Regions from separate parts of the Mus musculus genome. Here regions 1, 2 and 3 are each linked to region 4. A link is a contact called in public Hi-C and HiChIP or PLAC-seq data. All regions are on one chromosome and are shown on one strand. Each heading gives the region's core, a stretch centred on a gene start, on an enhancer-like site or on the middle of the called end of the contact. The rest is flanking DNA. Distances are from core to core; before and after follow the strand shown.

Region 1 (2,967 bases), core at 303-2,802, 250 kb after region 4:
GTTGCTGATGCAGGTGTGCAGGGCAGTCAAAAGGCAGGTGTGTGCGTCATAGACCTGAACATCTGCTTGCTTGTGTAGGAAAATATGACTGCACACTATAGGTTGTACTCTGTGCAACGATACTGTTAATGGTATAAACAAAGAGGTGTGTATGTGTATGAGTGTGTTTACATAATGTACTACAGTGGGTCTCAAGATTCTCCTACCCTCATCATCTCCGAGGACAGGATTGCAGGGATTGTGGTCACATGATACCATACCAGATTTTTAGTTAGGTATGGTGCCATAGACCTGTAATCCCAGCATTTGGGGAGTAGAAGTAGGAGGATTAGGAGTTTAAGGTCAGCCTCAGCTACGTATTGAGTTCAAGGCCAGCCTAAGCTATATAAGACCCTGAAGCAAGCAAGCAAACAAAAAACCTGTATTGAAATTCCATTTGACCCAGGAGATAGTGGTGCACGCCTTTAATCCCAGCATTTGGGAGGCAGAGGCAGACTAATCTCTGAGTTCAAGGCCAGCCTGGTCTATAGAGTGGGATTCAGGACAGCCAGGGCTACACAAAGAAACCCTAGTTGTGGGGGAGGTGAGAACTTCCATTTGTCCCCAGTCTGAACAGCTGCCCTTAAGAAATCAAACAACAGGGACCAGGGAGATCTGGAAAGTGGTTCTCACCAATGTATACTTTAAAAGCCAAGTGTGTGTTTGCAATGCTAGTCCTAGGAAGGCAGAAGCAGGCAAAGCCTTAGGGCTCACAGGCCAGCTTACTCCACCTGTGGGTGGCAGAGGACAACAAGATGGACATTTTGTGGGAAAAACAAACTTCATTCCGTTGGTCTCTGTGGTTTTCAAATGTTTTGGGATCCTGATTCACCTTATGACTGAAGCCAGTTCCCACAGAGTAAACCCAGCCATGGTAATAGAGGCAGAAGTGTAACAACCAAACTCCAAACACAAGTGGCTGCGTGTGTCTTTCGTAGGCTTGTGTACCTGCCTTCTGGTAATTCTCTCTTCAGCAGACAGGCACTGAGAACAGAAACCTACCTTCACTTAAATACCTGCTGGAATGTAATAATAAATATACTAAAAATGAATAGCATAGAATGCATATAAATAATGAGTAATAAATATCCATCGTTCAAATACCTCCCAGCACAATACTCAGGTAGTTTCCCTCTAATGCATACTTTAGAGACCAGCTCCCTTCTGACTGAAACAGGCTCCATATAACCATTCCTGTCAGAGACTGTGAGGCAGGGCATGCTGGATTTGGGTTGTGTAGACAGACCAGGTTCAAGCCATTGGCAGTGAATCACCCGCTCCACCTTTCAGCATAGCTAGAGTCTGCAAACAATTTTGCCCAGTCCCTTCACTGTCCTCACAGTGTAGACCTGGCTCAAGAGCAGGGGGTGAGGCAGTCACTGTGAGGAAGTGGGGACATTATAAATAACCCAGAAAGAAACCCTCTCCTAACAGCAACTGCTGCAGAGCTTGTGGCCTAACAGCTCAGGCGCAGAAAGGCCATGAATACAACATTGTGCAATGACTAATTACTCTAAGCCCTGTGCATGAGTAGAGGTGCGACCTGCGGCTGCTGCTCAGGCTATCAGATGCCTTTGCTGTGTGCTAATCCAACGGCTCCGTATGTTTAGCAGTTCTCAGAGAACAATGATAATAGTTCAAACAGAAGAAAGCAGCTGGTGGAGAGGAGCGCTGGGCAGAGACGGTCTCAGCAAAGCCTGTAGGATACCAAGTCATATTGGAGTAACTGGTTTCTGTCTAGAATGCTGGAGTCACAGGAAGAAAGACTGCTGACCACAGAAGGCAAGGCCAGTCTTTCTAGCCCAATGAGTCACTATCGGACACTTTGTTTTTAAGTGCCATTTATTCGCAGATATGTAAAGTTGTTTAAGCACAAAGCAGATTAACAGTGCAAGAAGAATAGGGCTTTTCTTCTTCTTTTAGCTTGCACTCAGGATTCCTTCCCTCCTTTCTGAATTATAGAATGAATTCATTTACCGCAGACATTTTTGGGCAAATAGAGGTCTTAGCCTATTTTCAGTCTCCATAAGCCATTTTTCTCCTTGGCTTCCTAGACTGCAGGCAACAGGCAAAACAGCTTTCCCCAAATTTCTACCCCCAGCACAGAGTGAGTTTCAGGTAGAAAGTGAAGCTAGAGAAGGGTTCTCAGAGATTGCTGAATATATGGTGTCCCTTTGGGCTCCAGCTTGGACTGGAAGTAGGGTGAGGGGCACGAAGGGGTACAGGGTTGTCTGCTGTGTATGTTATTGGATAAGTCTGCATTTTATATGAGATCTTTTGGATGCAAGTGTTACTTCAGACCACCCCATCAAGATGTTCCAGAATTGGTGTGACTGGCCAGAAAGAGGCCATCACTGACTGGTGAGGCTGAAAGAGAACCCCAATACACGGGCAGGCCCATGGGGAGCCAGCAAATGACCTCTGTCAATCCAGGAGCCATGTGTCACCAATCAGAGGGCAGCCAACCTGAACACCACAGCCCTGTACACGGGGAAACCTGAGAGCTCTCAGAGTACTGTATCCAGCAGGGGCTTCTCTTGGCTGTGACTCAATTTTAAATAAAATCCCAGTGATACGGTTGTTATTATCACCTGTTATCTTACAAATAAAGGCAGGGTACCAACAAGCGAAGAATCTAGAGCTTTTTGCTGCACAGTAGTTGAAGTATAATCAATGTAGTGAAAACAGGGAGACCAGTGTCCCCTTTAATCTCACCTCGGCCTCTTTGGGCCTGAGAACACTGGAGCATTAGCTCCCTTTGGTTTCACACTTGACCTCCCATTCATCCTTCTCACCCATCTAAATGAAAGCAAGCCTCAGCCCAGAAACCCTGTTCCAGATAGAAATACATAATTCAAGAGAAATACTGATGTCAAAGAAGAGGCACACCAATCTGTGTCAGCGCTCACTGTAAATTAGAGAGGAGTA
Region 2 (3,132 bases), core at 537-3,036, 180 kb before region 4:
TTGACTGTTAAAAGTCACATGAAAAATCAAAACATATGGATATCATAGCACAAAGGCTAACTAGGGGCATAAAGAGACTCACCTTTTATAGATTTAGACATTTAGATTATGTATGAAACATTGTAATATTAATTATGATAGGTATTATATATATAAATTTATGTGTCAAGTAAAGATCATATTTACTGCACATATTACCAAAATATATGAAGCAATAGAGTTAATAAGCCAATAAGAGGTAAAAGGGACATCAAGATATATGCCAAAACACTTCAACAAACCAAAAGAACATTGGAAGAGAAAATAAAGGAATTAAAAACAAAGGAAATTAAAAAATTTGAAAAAAGAAAGATGTAAGACTTAAACGTAATAAACTCATTTGTTATGTTAAGTATAAACAAACTAAATATTAAGGGACACAGACCATCAGACTAGATTAAAATAATCAAAACCTACAAAAGATTTCTAGACACACATACAGACAGAGACTAAGTAAAACAAAAAGAGATGAAGAAAGACAGCATACAAAACTATGTGGAGAGAAAGCTGGAACAGCTATTTTTATATTAAAGAAGACTTCAAGTCAAGAAGTCTTACCAGATATAGACATTCCATAATGGCAGAAGGACCAATATATTAAGAGGACAAAAGAATTCTAAGTATGTATGTACTTTATCAACTTAAGCAACAGATGCTCTTCAAATTTTGAAGCGGTTATAGTCCGGTAAACTCACAAGAGGTTGAAAGTATCCTGTAGGCCAGTGAGTGGCTTAGCAGGTATAGCTACTTGCTGCCAAACCTGACAACCTGAGTTTAGTCCCTAGAAATGACATGGTAGAAGGAGAGAACCAGTTTCCCCAGTCAATCAATCAATCAATCAATCAACCAATCAATGTAAAAAGAATTAACTATCCTTAGTAAAAACTCCACTTATGTATCTAGCTGTAGGGCAGCAGAGTTTTGGGAAATGGAATATCTTAGACTACTGCTTTTCTTCCTTGGGAGCTGTGGTTTTCTACTGTTTTCTGGAACTGCATAGAGCAGTGTATTAATAACACTATCTCATAACAATATCACAATTCAAGATCAAAGTATAGATTCTACCAAATGTACGTTGCTTTCAGACCATTATATGGCTCAAAAATCTTAAGCTGAGCCATTGTAAGACAGAGACAGTCTTTATATAAAAATTTGTCCACAGCACTGTAAATTAGACACAAATTATACTACATTAAAAAGATAATTATAGCAAGTGTTTGCCTTAAAGAGCTCACCATTTAGTTAAGAAAATAGATGAAGATAAAGATGCTAAAGAAAAAGGAAAAATAACATAAGAGATTCTAAAGGAACATGTGACCAGAGTCAAATTGGAAAGAGGGCGGTGAAGGGTTGCCTGGGAGTTTAAAGGAAAACTACTGTTGTTCAATATGCTGCCTCACTGAGTACACCTTCCTAGCAAGTCCATTCAACAGAGGGAGTACAACCCTGTCTTAAAAGATGAAGTTCAGAGAGATTATGCACTCTGCCCAAGGCTATGGCGCTTATAGGATTAAACTCTGGTTGGAACTGGAGCATGTATGACCCCAAAGCCTGTACCTACACACTTTAGGGTATTGTATCTGTTAAGGGTAGGACTGGCTGGATTGATATCAGCAAGAAGCACTGTGGTAGGAAAAGCCCTGGCTTTTCAGTCCCAGAAAGTGTCCTTTTTTAATGCACACGTTTAGAACTGTGCTCTTAGGCAGGCAGGATAAACAGCTGATTTCACTCAAAGGGCTCTAGGGCTGTTCTAAACCATGAGAGTGTTTATGTGGTGGGCAGAGCTCCCCCAGTGAATTATAGCCTTTTACGCACTGTGTACAGTATTTTCATAGGATACAGACACGGGGCATGCGAGGAATGCTTCACTGACCTTTCGTTTTGTTCAACATTTTCCTCCATGCCTTTCTGCTAGTTTTCAGACTTAACCATAGGACAATTCTTGCTTACGTTTGCCCATTACCTGGCCTTTGACACAGCCTCATGTAATTACTCAGTTCAATTAAAGAATAGGGGCTAAAGCTACTATTTCTAGCCGGCACGAGCTGCTGGCTGTCTCTTTTATTACATCTAAAATGGATTTATCCTCACTAAACTAGCAAGCAGATTTTTTTTTTTAACACGACTTCAGATGTTTTCTTTAGACTGGTGTTAACATAAAGCAAATGTCTCTTGAAAGTCTGAACCAATCTGTTAAGATAAACAGGCTTCACTTACGATAACTCCTATACTGAAATCACAGGCTTGTGGTCTACAGCTCCTTAAAGATTCAATTCATACATGCTAAAATGCCTGCTTCAGAAGTACGCACACGCACACCAAGATTGCTTTGCCATGGAAACCACAAAGATATGTCTGCTTCAGACTCTGGAGCACATACCACAAATAATGGCCCATCTTCTAAGGGTAGATCCTATGTATACATAGGGAACGCCCAGAAAATTAAACAACAGCAAGACTTCAAACGGAAACCTTGCTTTAGATTTCCTTTGTTCCACTGCATGTCAACATAGGTCTTAATAGTTGTTACTAGTTACATTTGCATTTGTTTGTTTATTCCTTAAATAGAATTTCAGACTTCAGTAGCTTGGATATAAAGGGAAAATATAGGGAGAAAGGCACACGAGTTTCAGATAATAGCTCTGAGTGGCACACCGGGATTCTGGGTGGCTGGAGTACTGGAGAAGGGGCACTCTTGTAGAGCCTTGAGCCTACCACATGTGAGGGTTTAGTAGTAGAGAGATGATGGGAGAGGCCAGGAGGGTTTTCTCTGGGAAGAAAACTCAACCAGGAAATGGTTGGTAAGAACAGGAAGTCTTAATAATCAAGAAGTTTCTAAGCCTGGAAGGTCATCTTTTGTTATGGGTACTTTAAAGCTGTCAGGAATTTGGTATGATTTATCTCCTTGCTAGGCTACAGGCTCAGTGAAGCCATGGATAGTTTCTAGTTTCTTTATCATGACATCCTCAGCATGGCACACAGTGCCTGGAACACTGTAGAGGGTAGTAACTATTGGATGAGCAGTGGAGGATGCTTATGAGCCACTTCTCTTTCTATGATTCTTTGGCTCTGCCCACCCTTCAGCTGAGATCA
Region 3 (3,469 bases), core at 891-3,390, 150 kb before region 4:
AACCGCCATCAGTATGTGGTCACAAAGCTTTTGTTACATCTATTTTGTGATAGTCACCGAACATCTGCACTGGCTTATCACACAAACACCACAGACTCAATATATCTAAACTCATTCTCATTCTTTGACTTCTGGTCCTCTTCTTCAGTTTCCAGTCTTTCCTTAGCTAGCCAGGCTCAGAATTACAAAGCACTCTACAAGTCCTCCCTCTTCCTCCCCCCCCCCAAATCTGAGTGCTCACCAAGTCCCAATTTGCTTCTGATGTATTTCTAGACTCTGTCCTTTCCTCTCCTGACTCCCACAGTTTTAGAACCTCACATTTCTCTTGCCTGAACTAGTTACCAAAGTGGTTTTTCTACCCCCGGCCTCTTCCCACTTGCATTCTCCTCCTCTCTGCCATCATCCTTGGGAGTCTAAGATAATGCCACATCCATCTTTAACATCCCTCCAGGCCTTTGCATCAGTAAGACGACATATTTTGAACAAGTGACGTACACGGTTCAGATTTCTCTTCTGTCATCTGCCATTCTTTACTCACGCATCCCAAAAGTCAACTTTATGAATTATCTCCACCATGAGGGTATACTAATCAGTTCCTGAGTACACTCTGCTGTTCTCTTTGGAGCGTCCTTGCCCCCTTACCTATAAATCTCATCTACATGTAAGGGCAAGTTCAGGCAGAGCCGTTCTCTAAGATCTCCAGAGGTTTGGCACTCCTGTGTTCCAGCAGTCTACATGTGCATCTGTACATTTACATGTCTGACTCTCCCACCCCTGGACAAATGTGTGCACCTCACCTCTTCTGCACCTCCAGGCCTACTCCAGGGTTAGGTTCACAGCATACATTTCAATGTTTGCTGAGTTGACTTAAATATACATAGGGCTTTCCGTGACAATAGGACATTAGCCTGTGCATGTTCTGCTGTTCCTGGTAACAGTACTACTGACACAGCAGGTTTGGAGCAAAGACGACAGATGGTAAAAGAGGCAGCTGCCAAGTGTCAGAAATGGCTGCAAGTGGCTTGGGACAGGCAGGCAAAGGGGAGAAAACATCCTGTCTCTTTCTGAAGTACTTACTTTTTGCAATCATTGTTGATGTTTCATTGATAAGTATAGTTACATTTATTGTTGGCTATAAACAATCCAATAATAGGTCTGCAAACTGAAAGGGACCACTTTCTGTACATATAAACAGACAGGTTACACTCTAAGGACTTAACTCTAAATAAACTGTGTAATTAAGTGACAACAGGAGCTAAGTGTGTGAGGCTATGCCTTGATGACAATTGGGCTAGCAGAGCTCAGCATCTGAGAAGAGAGAGAAAGCCTGTTGGATGAATGTACACTTGCACTGACCAGGCTGCTCATCTACAGAGAAATCTTATGTGCATGAGTAGTTGTATAATTTTTTAAGCATGAAAAAAACATTTTAAAGCCAGGGGTAGTGGCATGTGCTGATCATACCAGAACTCAGAGGGAAAGACAAAAGGATCAGGACTTCAAGTTTGGTTATAGAGTAAGTTTAAAGGCAGCCTGGGGCACAAGGGAACTTATTTTTTAAAAAGAAAGAAAAACACTTGAAGAAAATATTATTATATTCTTATAACTCTGACCATAGGTAAACGTGGAATGGAAAGCCTTTGGAAGTTTTGTTTTGTTTTGTTTTTTTGCAGCTCATGAGAACTAATATGCTAATATTGTAGGCTAAAGATTTACACACACACACACACACACACACACACACACACACACACACATACACACACACACACTCCTGGTTTTAGGACGTGCTGGCTGGACATGGGAGTGGAGAAGCTGTGAGACTGAATACTTGGGTCAGAAGAGCCAGTGTGGTGAGATGCACTGCAGTGTGACGCAGCAGAATGAAAAGACATCACCTAGCATGGATCATAAACAGATTCTTTGAAAGACCAGAGACGAAGATCAATCAGTCCTTGCTTAAACATTGGATGGCTGCCTGGTACAAAGGCCTATTTTGCTTTGCTATGTAATTTCCTCACTACTTAGCTACAAAAGCGTATCAGAATTGAATTCTAGTGCTCTGTCTAAATGGGAGCTGAGTCACAGGTACCTGATGCTGTGTCTGCAGGCTGAAGTGGATGACTCACGTCTGTGAAATTCTGAGAGAAAGTACCACCCGACCCCTTGCTTAGTCATCTTTTGCATGGATGCTGGGTTCATGAGCTCTGTAAACTATAATGAGCTATCTAGCCTTTTACCATCTCTTTCTTCTTTTCTAAACAGTACAAATTACAGCTCTAAAAATAACCTCATCTACGCAAGTGAGTCACTGTGACCTAACAAGCTTCCACAAGTAGTTACCCAGCTCAGTTGTGATATTTACTTGTGAAGGTACAAATCTTGTTGTCATATTAGCCCCCATTTTCTTCTCCCTCAAGCTTCAGATAAGAATTTGGTGAACTGGGGAAAGGAGAAGGGAAGAAGGTTTCAGGGAACATTTTTTTTTTTTTAGGAAAAAAAAAAAAACATAATGTACCCAATGCTTGAGATGTTCAGGATTGTAAATAGAGCTTGTGGGGAAGGAATTCACTGGAAGCTATCCCTGGGCTTGAGATGTTTTTCAGTTTTTCAGAAGGTTTGCCTAGCATTTATAAGACCCAGGGTTCCATGCCCAGCACTGCATAAACTTGGGTGTGGTTGTAAGATCAAAAGTCCAAGGTCGTCCTAGGCTACCTAATGAGTTTGAGGCCACCCTGGACTAGAAATCCTGCTAATCAATCAATCAGTCAGTCAGTCAAATAAGTAAAGCTATTCCTACCAGCATATGAGAGCTAGAATTTTAATATTTTAGGCTAAAGACGTTTCTCTTAGTAAGGAGAACATATTGACTATGGAAAGACATCTCTTGATAATTCTATTTTCTTAACAATTCTGGACTGTAAATGTATGACTTTTTTGATAAAAGGCATAGCTGCGCCAATAAGTTTGTATGCATTAAATGTTCATCTTTGGATCCTAGAGACATACACTAAGCCTTGGCACTCTACCTGTCCACTTGGCTACTTTCTGACGCTCAGGCCTGACCTCTGGTCTTCAGATTGCCTGGTGAGACTTCCATTGCCAACTCGCTGTCTTCCTACCCCAGCCTGTACAATGAATTCAACCAGGGGCAGGAAGCGGCTGTCTCCATGGAGCTCCTCTCTTCACGAGTGAGGCAAAGCTGCTCAGATACCAAAGTGCCACTCACTCACACTCTGGCTTACTTGGGGAGACTGGAAAGGAACAAACTTCCTACTACCACCAAGCCTAACACTTGCCACCACTGTCCCAGCTTCTCCTGTCAGAGGTCAGACCTCTTGGCCTCACCCAGACAGTCACGTGAACAGTCGCAACTAGCTGCTGAGGGTGCTTAGGGATAGAATGATGAAATCATTGATTTAGCTGAAAACGTCCCCAGGAAATAGGCTACAAAGCCCATTGACGGCTC
Region 4 (3,001 bases), core at 162-2,661:
CAAACAGAAGAGTAATGTGTATTCCAAGAAAAGCTTCAAAAGTGGTTTAAAAACCAAAAATAAACAAAGAAACAAAACCATTGAGCAGAGATCTGGCTTTCCCAGCCTGAGGGAAGTTATAAGCACTAACTGCTTTCATACCTCTTTCGATTTCAGGATTTCAATTCCAAACATCTAGAGACAGAGGAACAGCCCAGAAACAAGAAATAAGGGTGTGATGTAACTTTTGTGAACAGCATAGGTATTGAAACCCATATGGATAGATGGTGAAGCGTGGAGCCATGCTATTCAAACTAAGCACCAGCTAGGACATTTGATGCACATTAAAGTCTCAGAAGCACTGGCTAAGACAACTAGCAACTAAAGAAAAGAAAACAGAGGCAAACATAATACAAGGAACTGAAGAGTAACAGGGTGAGCCCTGTGACTTAAGAGAAAAAGCAGGAAGGAGATCACACTGGGCTAGGAGGCTGCATAAAATGAAGACTATGTAAAGTTTAGGAATTGTAAATAAGTATATAGACAACTAAAGAAAAACTGATAAATCAGACTTTATGAAAAAAATCAGGATTAGCAGTAAAACGGCAGGTGAGAGAAAACATCTGAGATATATATATGCATGCACATGTCTCATGTGTGTATGTGTGTGTATGTATGCATGTATGTATGTGTCTTATCGTGTAACTCTGGCTGGCTTTGAACTCACTATGTAGACCAGGCTGATACTGAACTCACAGAGATCTGCTTGCTTCTATCTCCCCAGTGCTGGGACTAAAGATATGTACAACCACACCATCTACACCATATTTTTATCACAAGTTAATATCCAGAACACATACAGAACCCCTGAAACTCAACAAGACAATAAACAATCTGATGTTAAAATGTGCAAAGAATTTGAGTAGACTTTTACCCAAATAAGATGAACAAATGGCCAGTGAGCTCATGAGAAGTTGTTAGTAACCCAAAACACAGTGGGTGCCATCAAACACCCATGAGGACAACTTCTGTATTTAAAAGCAACGGCCCAGAAAATACCAAATACTGGTGAGGATGTGGAGAGACTGGACACCTTCCTTGCTGTTGATGGGAGTTCACTAAAGACAAACTTAGAAAATATGAAGGTAAGAACAGCCTTAGAGGCTGCACCCTATACTCTATGGAGAACTAGAGTCTGCACCTCTCTTGAGTTTGCTCAGAGCAGCCCAGGGCAACAATGGACAGGCTTCCTGGACCTGGCCACCACTTCACCTCGAGCTATTATTATTCTGTTTTATATTAAAAAGAAAAGGCTTGTAACCATTGATTCCAACACCCACAGATTCACAGACACTAAGATAAAGAAAGTGGATTATGCTATGTACAGAGCGAGTGAGTCACAGGGCAGAAACCCAAATCCAGTGTTGCTGACTCCTGCTGCAATGCTTTTCCTCTGCATGATTCTCCTAGTCCAAATTTGCTTTGAAAACTCTTTGTCACGTACTGAGGACCGTGTGAATCAGAAAGGAAATGCAAGGTCCAAAAGAGGAAGAACAGAGCAAAAATGTCCCTGCAGTGAATTATGGAGAGTAGAAATATTCATATGAGGAAAGACTATGATATTAATAGCTCTGTAATGAACCACTATAAATGTTGGACTTAGCAGAGATCTTGAGTAGGTGGATTTGCTAGAACTTTACTAATTATAGAAATGCTGATGCCAGATTTAGAAGTATAAATTGAGTTAGGAGTTCTCATTGGCCTGGATTACTAAAGAATGTTCCTCTCATTTCTAAGCTAATAGGGGCTTGAGATAGATCAATTGATGAACATTTGCAGCTTTGTGCTTATAAAGAAATTCTGAAGAGAAATTGTGACATTTCACGATGCATAACTGATGATAAAAGTAGCAAAGCATTCTTTCAAGTCATAATTCTCCAGGGAAGTTATTAACAGCTTAACGTTTCTAATTCACGCCAGAGTGTGGATTCAAGTTTCTGAGTGAACAAAAGTTTTTACTAAGTAGATATCAAAGAATGAAATTAGGCCAGCAGAAGAGGGGAAGCCCTTATTTGGGTTTCTTGACTCTGTTATTTAATCACATATGGGTAAGGACACAAGAAAATATGCATAGCAATCCAGCTCTCAAAAACTACTAAGAAATGAAACGTGTTAAAATGATAGCAACAGCAACAAACAAGGACAAAAGCAACTTCCCCAAACCTCACCAGAACATCCCAGGCTTTCCCCCATGGAGAGACAGACACACTGCCACAAGCAGGAAGCAAACAAGTAAATGAATGCTAGGTGATCCTGTTGCAGTGAGTATGTGCTTAAATGGAAGGGCAAGGCAGGGATGCTAGCAAAGGGTTGAAGCTGGGGGCTTCAGGAGGCATCAAGGAGGAAGTGATGCAGTGTTGCATGGAGTCAAAAAGGGTAGGAGATTAGAAAGACAGATGCTGAGGCACATACAGGCACAATACTATTCAGGAAGGCTGAAGCACCGGATATTGGGGGAAACTGAAAGAGATGAAGCTGAACAAGTTTAAGAACTAGATCATAAATAACCTTGATGCATCTCAGTTAAGAAACTGGGTTTTTTTTTTTTTTTCAGGGTGATGAGAAAGGAATGACAGAGTAGATACTGATATTAATGGAGTACTTATTGAATCTGGAGACCTTCAGAAACCTGAATACCTTCAGAAGGTTGGAGTGAGGACAGCATGACTGACCTGAGGTGAAGAGGGAGCACTACAGTGGTGCAGAGCATCGAGGACTACACAGAAGGGCATTCTGGCTTCTTTGGTCAACTTAACACAAATTATAGTCACCTAGGAAGAGGAACCTCAACTGAGTAATTGCCTAGATCAGATTGGCCTTGGAGTGTCTGTGGGACTTTTAAACTCATTAATTCAATTAGTTAGTTAGTTAGTTAGTTTTATAACATCCTAACTGTAGGTTCCCCTCCTTCCTCTCTTCCTTTTCTCAGTTCCTTCCCCAACCCACTTCTCCTCTTCCTTTT

Evidence for each region. A called contact is a pair of places that touch in the nucleus more often than the background predicts. HiChIP or PLAC-seq counts read pairs in DNA pulled down with a chosen protein or histone mark.
Region 1: a contact with region 4 is called in a FOXA1 HiChIP or PLAC-seq map of pancreatic cancer cells. The contact joins two enhancer-like sites. A contact is called at or near these places in 2 of 484 Hi-C or Micro-C datasets (the 3T3-L1 cell line and muscle stem cells), 4 of 115 datasets of contacts at active chromatin or transcription factors (bone marrow-derived macrophages, embryonic stem cells, fibro-adipogenic progenitors and 1 more) and 2 of 9 other capture datasets (adipose tissue and pancreatic islet).
Region 2: a Hi-C map of cortical neurons shows a contact between it and region 4, with 3 times the contacts expected there. The contact joins two enhancer-like sites. A contact is called at or near these places in 1 of 15 datasets of contacts at CTCF or cohesin (the NIH/3T3 cell line), 4 of 484 Hi-C or Micro-C datasets (cortical neurons, embryonic fibroblasts and nephron progenitors), 3 of 115 datasets of contacts at active chromatin or transcription factors (bone marrow-derived macrophages, fibro-adipogenic progenitors and heart atrium) and 1 of 9 other capture datasets (adipose tissue).
Region 3: a Hi-C map of uterus shows a contact between it and region 4. The contact joins two enhancer-like sites. A contact is called at or near these places in 6 of 484 Hi-C or Micro-C datasets (cerebral cortex, cortical neurons, liver and 2 more), 2 of 115 datasets of contacts at active chromatin or transcription factors (neural progenitor cells and pancreatic cancer cells) and 1 of 9 other capture datasets (adipose tissue).

The regions. Positions count from the first base shown.
Region 1 is chr5:31,635,681-31,638,647 of GRCm38.p6, reverse strand. All of the region lies in intron 7 of Rbks (ribokinase), which reads left to right. All of the region lies in intron 2 of Gm38424 (a long non-coding RNA gene), which reads right to left. Among named protein-coding and RNA genes, the nearest start is that of Mrpl33, 23 kb to the right of the region's middle. Within about 2 kb of position 1,552, at least 95 of the 459 cell types and tissues checked have an H3K27ac peak or open chromatin away from gene starts, as enhancers often do. A contact at or near this core is called in bone marrow-derived macrophages, muscle stem cells and pancreatic cancer cells, where this site is marked.
Region 2 is chr5:32,058,280-32,061,411 of GRCm38.p6, reverse strand. All of the region lies in intron 11 of Babam2 (BRISC and BRCA1 A complex member 2), which reads right to left. Among named protein-coding and RNA genes, the nearest start is that of Gm40277, 31 kb to the left of the region's middle. Within about 2 kb of position 1,786, at least 21 of the 459 cell types and tissues checked have an H3K27ac peak or open chromatin away from gene starts, as enhancers often do. A contact at or near this core is called in cortical neurons, where this site is marked.
Region 3 is chr5:32,034,607-32,038,075 of GRCm38.p6, reverse strand. All of the region lies in intron 10 of Babam2 (BRISC and BRCA1 A complex member 2), which reads right to left. Among named protein-coding and RNA genes, the nearest start is that of Gm52770, 37 kb to the right of the region's middle. Within about 2 kb of position 2,140, at least 115 of the 459 cell types and tissues checked have an H3K27ac peak or open chromatin away from gene starts, as enhancers often do. A contact at or near this core is called in adipose tissue, cortical neurons, muscle stem cells and 2 more, where this site is marked.
Region 4 is chr5:31,880,956-31,883,956 of GRCm38.p6, reverse strand. The region is part of intron 6 of Babam2 (BRISC and BRCA1 A complex member 2); the gene reads right to left. Among named protein-coding and RNA genes, the nearest start is that of Gm52770, 120 kb to the left of the region's middle. Within about 2 kb of position 1,411, at least 76 of the 459 cell types and tissues checked have an H3K27ac peak or open chromatin away from gene starts, as enhancers often do. A contact at or near this core is called in adipose tissue, bone marrow-derived macrophages, cortical neurons and 3 more, where this site is marked.